2 separate regions of the Gossypium hirsutum genome follow, and region 1 is linked to region 2. The links are chromatin contacts, called in public Hi-C maps. All regions are on one chromosome and are shown on one strand. The core of a region is the stretch at or near the end of the contact, and the rest is flanking DNA. Distances in the headings are between cores, read along the strand shown. Region 1 has its middle 18 kb from the start of LOC107918002. Region 2 holds the start of LOC107918013 (aldehyde oxidase GLOX1).

Evidence for each region. A called contact is a pair of places that touch in the nucleus more often than the background predicts.
Region 1: a Hi-C map of leaf shows a contact between it and region 2, with 2.9 times the contacts expected there. The contact joins the enhancer-like site here to the promoter of LOC107918013 in region 2. A contact is called at or near these places in 2 of 34 Hi-C or Micro-C datasets (both in leaf).

What each region holds. Positions count from the first base shown.
Region 1 is chrA01:23,266,925-23,272,595 of Gossypium_hirsutum_v2.1, forward strand. No RefSeq gene overlaps it. Among protein-coding and RNA genes, the nearest start is that of LOC107918002, 18 kb to the right of the region's middle. Within about 2 kb of position 2,722, at least 1 of the 9 cell types and tissues checked has an H3K27ac peak or open chromatin away from gene starts, as enhancers often do. A contact at or near this core is called in leaf, where this site is marked.
Region 2 is chrA01:23,025,807-23,031,655 of Gossypium_hirsutum_v2.1, forward strand. It overlaps LOC107918013 (aldehyde oxidase GLOX1), which reads right to left and starts at 2,677. Exons shown (of 2, transcript XM_041111670.1): 1 at 1,150-2,677; 2 at 762-1,070. The coding sequence starts at 2,542. The coding sequence ends at 1,006.

The sequences.
Region 1 (5,671 bases), core at 1,472-3,971, 240 kb after region 2:
ATAAAAATCATAAACATAACCAATCTATGAACTCGTGGTCACCAAGAGGCTCCGTCGCAACAATCCGCCTAAGTCTGTGGATTACCTGACAAAAAAGACAACAGATGTGAGTTTACAAAAACTCAGTGTATAACCCAACAGAATTAAGCATGCAAACACACAGAATAACATGCACAGTCAGATACAGATACAGATTTAGTTTCAGATTTAGATTCAGATAACAGTTTTAGTTTTAGATATGCAGAATTCTAACCTCATCCTCTACACACCAACTCCGACCATCCCATTACACCATGTGGGGTTAAAAATACCTATCCATCCCTACACACCACGATGTGCCATTAAGACACATATCAGATAGTATGCAGCCAAGCTGCCAGAATAAATGCGATTAACACCGAACAAAATACATCCTCCTCATATACAAATCCTACCCCAAATCAGATACAGAAAATCACATACAGATTTATCAGATTAAACATGCTCGACTTACTTTTATACAAATAACAGATATACCTATGGCAGTACAGTCAGGCATACATTTAGTATCCTACTCGGATCAGTCTATCAGAATATCATAACATTCAAAATAGGGTTTAAATAGCCCTTATTGACCCTACAATAGGCCTACGGTCGATTGGAACAACCCGTGCAACCGTAGGAAAAATTTCAGAATTTTGGGTCCACACGCCCATACTTGGCCTTACTCGTGTGGGCCCACACGCCTAACTTGGCCAAGCCAGTATGGCCCACACGGTAGTGTCTCGTACACGGCCATCCACACGGTCAGCCACTCGCCCGTGCGGTGTCAACAGAACAATTTTTTAGCTTTCGTCGAAACTCATTTTTCTGCGTTTCAGGAACACAACTGATTCGTTTTTGCTGCAAAACCACTCTTGAGACCACCACTACCTAAAATAGGATGTTCAACACCTTTTAGTAACAAAAAATAAGCCTAACACGATTCATCCAATTATGCAAAACCGACTTACAGCTTAAACAAAAATGACCACCGCCTCAAATCAAGCCGTCAAAAAGCAATTTCCTGCCTCACAATCTTCTCCTACACCACAGAATTCATCGAGTACTTCTACTTATCGGCTAATCATTAAGATTGACCACAATTCAAAGAAAACCTAAATGATAACAATCGCCCAACTACTTACCAAACTGATTAACGATTCCAAAAACCTTAGTCACAATCAGACGAACAAGAGAACAGCAGAAACCTAAAGAAGAGGAAAAAAAAGAAAGTGAGAGATAGGGGAAGAGAGAAAAAATGTTAGGGACAAAAATTTTGGGAAAAAGAATTAAAACTGGACAGAATCAGCAATCTGATAACCTCCTTAATTTTACACCATCAGACAATCGAGCAAAAATATATTATCCACGCTCACACAGAGATTCAAACTTAAGACCCCCCAACACACAAACTTCCTTACCACTTAAACCAGTAGGCTTATTCTGATATAAATTTACAAGCAATTTAATATAAGCCCACTGAATAAGGATAAGGCTTGGATCCAAAGATAACAAAGATTACCAAATGTGAGACTTGAACCCAAGACCTCTCACGCACACTCAAAACATTTAGCCACTGAAGCAGACAGATGCTTGTATAAAAATTTACAGAAACCGAAATAATAAAAAAATTTAGGGCATTACAATGTGGATATGCTTCCACATGTTAACTTCCAATTGGCTAAAATGGTAAATATTTTATGTGAAATTATAACTATTTTTAGAGTAAATAAAAGTATCACAAGTTATTTATTGTTAAAAAGTATAGTAGTAATAATTTTAAATATTAATTTAAAAATATAATTGAAACTAAAGAATATTGTCGTTAGTTCAAAAAAGTTTTTAAATTTGTGCTTTTACATATGTTACAGATTACAGAATAGAGTAAGATAACTCATTTCATTGTTTAAAATAAGTTTAAATGTCAAAAAAGTGATCGTAAAATAATTAAAAATTATTAATCTGTTAATAAAGAACTACAATCAATTGAGTTCCAAATCAAAAATTAGCAATCAGTTGAACACTTAGAATTTAGTTTCTGTCAAAGCCTTTGATAAACAGTTAAGGATGATGTGGTGGCTACCAGCCAACATGTGATATGGAAAAATGATTATGTGACAGTTGACATTGCTTTTAATATATAAAAAAAATCTAATGTGAAGATTTAATTAATTTTTGTAATTATTTAAGTCTAAAAATTATTAAAATATTATAAGAATTATTAAAAACTATAAAAATTAAAAAATTATAATTTTTGTATAATTTTAATATATTATGAAAAATAATAAAACATTATAAATATTAGAAATTGTAAAAAATTATAAAAAAATAGAAAATTTAAAAAAATAATTAAATTTATAATTATTATTAATATATTACGAAAAAACTATGCAAGAATCATAGAAATATTATAAAACTTTTAGAAATTATAGATAATTTATTAAAAATTTATAGAAAACTATGAAATAAGTTATAAAATTTATTAATATGATAAAAATATATTAAATTTAGTAAAATTATAAATATATTAAATATATGGTAAATTATTTAAAATTAAATAATAATTTTGTTATTTTGAAGGTTGGAGCCTTTGGTTTTGGTAATAAAAAAATAGGAAGCTTGATGTGTGATAGTGATGGGGATTGTGTGAGGTGCTGAGTGAGGGATTCTAGTAGTTTGGAAGTTTAAAGTGAGTGATGAGTAATAGTTTTAATTGATGAGAAGTGATGTGAGGGAAGTTGAGAAGGATAGGTTGGGGTATAATGTAGGGCAATGTGTGAAAGAAAACAAAAATGAGAATCAATTTGTTTATAAATTTTTTTTAAACTTATTAAAATATTATAGAATTATTAAAAAAATTGAAACTTATAGGAAAAATTATATAAATTATTAAAAAATTTAAAATTACTTCTCCTTTTATAAATTTTGTATTTTTAATAAATTATATTTCTTTTATCATTTTATTATTTTTATATAATTTCTTTTTATAATTTTTTAATAATTTTTCTACATTTTCTAAAAACTAATTAAGCCTTCGTAAAATAATTTAAAAAATTAATTAAGCCCCTGCATTAGCATTTTTCCATGTCAAACACCACAATAACCTCCACATCATTATTTTATCCACGTTAGCTGCCATTTCTACATTTAACAATTCGTTATGTGTTTCAACAAAAAAATATATATTTTAAGAGCTTAATTGATTGTTAACTTTCGATTAATGGCTTAATTGATTCTAAGAGAAGATTAAATTATTTCTTAATTATTTTGTGATTTTTTTTCCTTTAGGCCTTTAAAACAATATGAATAATATTTTATTATTAAATATGAATTCGAATAAGATTGAAACTTAGATTAACAAAATTTACTATTCAAGACTCGATTGAGATGAATCAAGACTCTTGAATAAGGGAGATTAAAGGTGTCAACGGATTAAGTTCATGTATGATATCAATATCATAGATAGTTGATCAAATCCAACCGTGATTAATATGAGTGTCAAATTTTGCACAAATCTATCTAAATTTATAAATGATTAATCTGAGTCCGTTTAAGCATGCACATATACATTATTTTTATTTAATAGTTAGTAATTATATATTTCTTGTATTACCATTATATAGTTTTTTTTAATATTTACATTATAATATAAAATTTTAATTTTCATATAATTAGAATAACATAATTCGTAAAAGAAAATAAAAATATAACATTTTATAATCTTAAATTAAAGTCTAAGCTGAACCCATTATTTTAACATTATAGATTATTATCTTATGATATTTGTTATTTTTGATACGATATAATTAGAATTACCCATAGTCCCTCCCCAATTCTTAAATAGGAGGATAATGCGCTTCAATGGAATCGAACCCATATCCTCCTACATTAATAATAATACCAATACCAATCGAATTAAAACTCAAACATTAAATTCAACAATTTTTAAACAAGATACTTTTGTTTAAACCCATATGGATGAATTTTCAAACTTCAACGAGCAAGTCCATCTTTGATGAGAACTTTGAAACCTCTAGTTTTCTTTAATCGGTTTAATCAGTTAGTTTAATTATATGCTGGCCATTTTTGTCTATAATATCCAAATCGGAGTACCGCTATAAATCTTATTCTTTAAATTATAAGTAGCAAAATATGTGAATGTATGTCCACAAAATCATTATCAAAATTTGATACCATAAAATAGCGATTATATTTATTCTTAAAATGTTGGAACAATTACAAACAAGAATTATTAATATGTTAGTTATATTACATGAAAAGAATTCAAATTCAAATTTAAGAGATAATATATTAAAAGAGATAATTATAAAAATTAATTTTTATGTATTATAAAATATATACATAAAAATACCTTAATTATAAAATAAAATATTTTGGCCATTTTACTCAAAAAGGCCCTTTTCAAAATTTAATTACAGAAATGAGTCAATTTTTTTATTATTTACCGAAAAAAGTCAAATTTTGCAAAAACACATCCACGTCAGCGCGATTTCAGGGGATATGCCAGCAAAATGCTTCCCTAGGGGAGCGTTTTTGCCATGTTAGCAAAACTCGCACCCTCATGGACGTGCTTTGCTGATGTGGCAAAAACGCTCCCCCAAGGACGCGTTTTAGCCCGAGTTTAAATTTTCAAAAAAGGTCATTTTTAAATATTATAAAAATAGACCAATTTTTTTTAAAAATTTATAAGAATAGACCTTAAAAAAGGCTTAAAGTGACAACACCATTTTTTTTAAGGTTTCACCAATTAATATGGAAATAAAACTTACAAGCAAATCTTTATATAGACTGAAAGTCCCATTTCTGTTGTTTTCTTAAGCAATGTGAGATATGAGATATGTGTATATATAGACTCATGAATAAGTTTGCAGCTTGTTCCTAAACAATGTGGGATTCCTTCCTCTTTTAACTAACAACATGGACTAAATGCCACACTATATTTTATAATATTTTTACAAAACAATTTCTATTTTTTATATTTTGTTAACATTTTCTCATATTATAAAATTATCCAACATAGCCTCAATCTTTCGAGGATCAACACAAATCACCTCAGTGGAAACCACGTGCCCCAGAAAAGTTACTTCACCCAACCAAAACTCACACTTGCTTAGCTTATCGTAAAGCTACTTCTCACGCAGAATCTGAAGCGCTACTCTAAGATGCTCATCATGCTCATCCTCAGTCTTAGAGTAAACCAAAATGTCGTTGATGAAGACTACGACGAACTAATCCAAATAGGGCTGAAACACTCGGTTTATCAAATCCATGAATGTGGCCAGAGTATTTGTCAGACCAAAAGGCATAACTAGGAACTCTTAATGTCCATAACAAGTCCTAAATGCAGCCTTATATACATCAGTCTCCTTAACCCTCAACTAATGATACCTAGAATGAAGATCAATCTTTGAGGACACGGAAGCCCCTCTGAACTGATCAAACAAGTTATCAATCCTTGGAAGCGGATACTTATTATTCATAGTCAGCTTGTTCAACTGTCGATAGTCGATGCACATTCTCATGGTTTCATCCTTTTTCTTAACAAACAGAACTGGTGCTCCCCATAGAGACATACTAGGACGGATGAAACCATGGTCCAGAAGCTTTTGTAGTTGAGCCTTAAGCTCGA
Region 2 (5,849 bases), core at 1,427-3,926:
TGGTAAGGAGGATTCTTCAACTATTAAAACTGGTTAGATATTGGAGAATAAGGCATGTTTTAAGGGAGAAGAATAGATTTGTGGATTCATTAGCTAAAATGGACTTTGACAAAAAGAAAGATGTTTGGATTTTTGAGGAGGTTCCTGGGGAGTTCTTACATCTTTTGGAATTTCATATTAAAAAGAATGCTTTTGTTTTATATTAATTTGATGTAATGTTTGCTTATTTTATATATATATATATAAAAAGGAAAAAGAAGAGTTTTGTTGAACCTTTTAACCTCTATTCTTTTAAACATGGCCTATAAGCATGTAGAAAAGCAAGCAGTATATTGGTGTAAAGAGAGCAACATGTTGAAAGGGAGAAGCTTAAGCAATATTGATCAATGTTACATTAGTAAGGGTACATAACCATGGTTAATTATTATTATAATAATTTGACACACTAAAAGAATCAAAGTTTAAAGCTTTGATAACCCGGTTATCTTTATCAACTTTGTAATAACAATAAAATAAAATGTTAAGGAAAAGAAAAGATTGGGAAAAAGTTCCATAAATAGACAGGCTGTTTCAGTTGACCACTGCTCGGCTTCTGGATGGCCCATGGCGTCTTCCACACCAAACTAAAACGTGGCTTCAATTAATTAATCAACTACTTTTGTGGTGATTCCGACAACCCCAGATTTGTCAGTTACGATCGTTAAAAGTAGGTGTAGAATTAATTAACAAATGAATTTCTTCATTTATAAGAAATAAACAACTGACGGAAACAATTATCCTCTTTTATTGATACAAATTTGTAAATACATTTGCTTAATGTAGGGGACAATTTTACCACATTGTTGAAATAAACATTTCTTTCTCTAAATAATGATCAAAATTTCACAAACATATCAATCAAAAACTATTTCAAATGGACCCAAATGCCTTGGCTGGGGATGTCTTGATGAACCACAAACAAAAGATAAAAGCCTGCAGGTGCGAGGTTACCCGAACCTGGCGTCATCACTTCAATCTCATACGTTGATTTCCCGGATGCCATAACTTTGTCGTTTCCAAGTACAAGCAACCTTTGATTCATAGAGAAGGAATGGGTATTAAAAGCTGGTGACACCATTGTCACCGACAACAAGTTTAGAGTTACTTCACCTGTAATCACCACTTTAATTTTTAATTTCTTATTGTATCTGATTCCGGACATTGACTTGGGAGCAACAATGGTGGGTCGTAAATTGTTGAATTTGGCGTCCAAATAACCCGGATAGAATGCCTCCAGGCTTAGTTCAGTAGGGTAAAGGACTCCCGTAAAGTTGTAATACGCATGAGGATTGCTTCCACCCACTAAAACTCTTCCATCACGAAGTAATACTGCTGTGGAATGGTACATCCGAGGGATCTTTGTTGGGTTTAGTATCTTGAATCGTGACTCGATTTCATTATCAGGCATGTATAACACTGGATTTAAGACCGGGTCCCTTCCTAAGTCCCATCCTGCTGACCCGGAACGTGCTCCGTTGATGACCAAAACTTTGCCGTTTGGAAGCAATACCATGTCACCCATGACTCTAGCTAAAGGCATAGTTTCCAAGACCCATTTTGGTTTCGGGTCGGTTATTGAGATCCTGGCGCAAGTGTTCAAGGCTTTAACGAACTTACCTTGTAATGCTTGGACAAATGATCCTTTTGGAGCACCGCCACAAACTAAAACTTCAGCTTGAATAGTGGCGGCTGTCAAGTTCTTCAATGGTAGCAATACAGCCGAACCTGTGCTTGGATAGCTTCTTGGCTCCCCACCTGGTATTTTGGGGTAAGTTTTCACCACCTTGTTGTTCACATAATCAAGCAAAATAGCTCGATTGTTGGCGAAAATGAACAGGTTTCCATCGACATTGAGAAAAACAAAAGGGTAGAGATTGTTCTCTACTCCTCGTTCATTGGTTTCCGACAGGAAATGCAACTTGAACGTGTCGGCGGCTATGTTTTTAGGAACAAACTCGTAATTAAATTGTTCTCGGCCGCCGACAACAATTTGTCTTCCATCTGGCAAGACATGATTGGTAGCATACCATCTTTTGGCCGCCAATCCATTTGGTGTTTCGTGCCAGTCGCAGCTTTCGCATGGGCTGAAAACCCTGACCCGAAGTTCTCCGTCGCTGAAACCACCGGTTTGGACCAATTTACCGTCAGGCATGACGGCGCCTGAAGAACACCAAACGTTGCTTTGGACAGTAAGAGCCCTGAACTTGTTGCTCAAAACATCATACTCAACTGAATGCGCCGTACAATCTACTTGGACAGCAGTGTTGGTTGGGTCATTGTGGCATTTCCCACTTGCCAATGGCAGAGTGGATGGGCCGAAATCAGTCCTATCATACATAACAACACGGTCATTTTTAAGGAGTTGCATGTGCATGGATGAGATGCCAATGCTTTTTTGTAGCAGCTGCCACCGGCCGTCGGCAGCAGTGGGGAGGATAAGGGGATGTGAGGCAAAGAGTAGAAGTGAGAAAAGAAATGTACAAAGGGTTGACATTTCTGCCATATGTTTAGCAGATGATATTATGGCTGCTTGTCAGCTTTGGGAACTCTTTTATAAAGGACTTGGTGAGAGAAGCAATGAAGGCTTTGAGATTTGAGACTCCCACACCATGTGGTCTTGCGTGGGATGCTTGTAGTGGTTTGTCTTTATGAAAACGATGGTTTAGTTTCTGGTTTCAAAATTAGGATATGAATGTTCCAAGTTTTTTTTTTTTTTAAAATGAGATTGTTTGAATGATTAGCAAATCGATAATATAATTTTAGAATTGGTAACTAAATTGACTTTGGTATTTATATTCTCTTTTCTTCTTCATTTCGTCTATTCAGTGATTGGTCAATAGGATTTATACTTGGAATTATCATTTAACTTAAAGCTAGGTTAATCGAGTTAATTGGTCCAAATGGTTATCGTTTTCCTTTTGTTGTTTATTTTGCCTTAAAAAAAAGTTTATAATTAGATTTTTTTAGGTTGGTATATGAACTTAATATTTTTTAATTTGGTATTTAAATTTGTTTCAGGTCTAATTTGATATCTAAATTTTTTTATGTTCAATTTAATACCTAAATTTATTAAATGTTATATAAATTACGTAAAATACTAATAGTGTTAAAATTTTTTTTGACTATGCTATAAAAATATTGTCAGTATTAGAGTAAATTCATGTTAAAAAATAGATATTGAGCTATGCTTAATGAATTAATATTAAATAAAAAAATTTTAAAACCACAAATTGAAAGGAATTCATTATTTTCAATTAATAAAATAAATAAAACTAAAAGTAATTGAACATAAAAAATACAAAAAAATATCATATTATCTGTCATATATCGGAAATATATTGATTATTTTTGTTACCACATAAAAAAATATTTTTAGTATATTGGAGTAATTTGTAAAACATTTGACAAATACCAAATCGAAAAAAATAGAATAAATGCCAAATTAGAAAAAGGAGTCAAGTTCATGTACCAAATTAAACCCCCAAAAAATTAAGTACCAACTAAAAAAAAGTATTAAGTTTATGTACTAAATTAAAAAAAATCGAATTCAAATACCAAATGTATATTAAGTGATTCTTTTATATAAAATATTTGATAAACTTTTGAATTAATCTTAAAGTAATCCTTGGGTTAACAATTCCTTCATTCCGATCTTAAATTAAATAATTATAGATATTTTCTGTACGTTGCTTTTGTCCAAATCGTATCATTTGTAGACTTCCAATGGAAAACATGAAAAAGCAATGCTTCTTTGTTTTAAATTCGAAAAACATCAAAATAAAATTGGAACAATTTTAAGTATCAGAAACATTTTTAATAGAATGTCTTAAATTTCAATATAAAATATTTTAGAGATAATATTTAATATACCATTAATAAATCATATTAAATTATTTTATCAATAATAATCCAATGAAATTTATACATCAACAATATATCAAATTTGAATCTCACTCCCTTAAAAACAATCAATCGATATTCTACTAACTAAATTCTTGTTTAAGCATACGCTGGACCGGTAAAGTTATAAATTTTGCCGATTCCATCCACCAATTATGAGCTGTGACAGTGGTCCGAGCAGTGGCTATAGTTTGGGTTGGAGTCTACATCATGCATTAACTAATCCACTGTGTTTCGAAGGTGAAAAGAAAAATTACAAAAGGTGATGGACCCTATTGACTTTCCTAAAGAACTAATGGCTACCCTGCAACTTAAATTGAATCAGAGTTATCTTTGGGTTGAATTTCTCATCTCTCTCTTTTTGTACAATGACAAAAGCATACGTGATACTGCAAATTTGCAGACATCACTACAAAAAAGCTACCTGAATCACGTATCCTAGCTGGCTGCGTAAATCTCTAATCCATATGTAGTTTTCATTTAACTAATATATCTATTTTCTTTTTTCATTTTTTAGAATTACCCATCCTTCTGTTTGATTTCAATTTCTTTTTGTATTCAAACATTAATGGATTTTGTTTTTCTTTTTATAAATTTATTTTAATTTTAATTTAAATGTACTTTAATTATCAATTCGATTATACTTTATAATAATTGATTCTTATTATAAATATTGAGATGCGTTCTATTGATATTTACAATTATAATTAACATTACATAAATAATATATTAATTCTATACGGAAAATAAGGATTTGAATCTAATGCATTGAATCCAACTAGAGATGGCAAAAGAAAAAGAAACAAAGAAATCATATTTAAAGGTTCTAACTAATTGACTTAACTTGATAAGATTGAATTTTTTCTTTTATTTTAAAATCAAATTTGAAGTGAATAGAGGATTTTTTTTTAATAGTGTCCGGGTCGAATCAAGATCGGATTTAAAAAACCTACCATCCCAAGGTAATTACAAAGTTACCCTTGTATACAATATATTAATTTTCCATCCTCATTCCCTTTATTTGTGTTGCCACCTCTGTATTCTACTCTAGTACAGACCTTTTTCTTTATTTTTTCTATTCCATAATTTCTTCATCTTTTGTAATTAACCCATGATTTGAAAGTGTTGCATAAATAAAATATAAAAATGAAATTTAATAAGAAAAATAAAAAAAAATATTTCATGCACAACAACATAAAAATTGAAAATTGTCAAAAAAAAGAAAAGAAAATGCAAGTCTTACATATGGAGGCTGGTTGGATACATTTTCATTTTTCGAGGCAGGTTATTTTTTAAAGGCAGGTCGAGTTGGAGCATATAAGTAATACATCGGGTCAGACCAAACAAAAATCTGACCCACCCGTGCTGTTGCTATCCCAATTCCCTCTAAGTTCTGCATGCCGTTAAAATGAGGACGAAAGTAACATCACTTAAAAAAAATAAACAACTACTTTGACGAAATTAATAAATTTATAATCCTTAATATATTTTAATTATATTTAATAAATTAAATAATAAATATTATTCTACATTAATTATTATAATTAAAAATATAATAATTATAAAATTAATTAAATATTAAACACGTAAAGTTATATACTACGTATATATTATCTAGTTATGGTTTTTGGCCTAACTTGTGTTTGAAGAAATTGAGGCTTGGATTCGGAAATATATTCCATCTTAGTTGTACGTAACCAAAAGAATGATTCTGATATCTTTCTAGTCCAAACCAAAAAGTGGCTGTTTTGTTCTTTCACTTTGTTTTGTTTTGGCTTGCAACCACAACCACCAACTGTAAAGACGAAGTTTTCTGGATTTGCCAATTGGTACGTACCATTTGCTTTTAACTATATTTCCTTAAAGTATATATAGCTTCAAAATCAAGCCCAAAGGCCGCACCATGTATT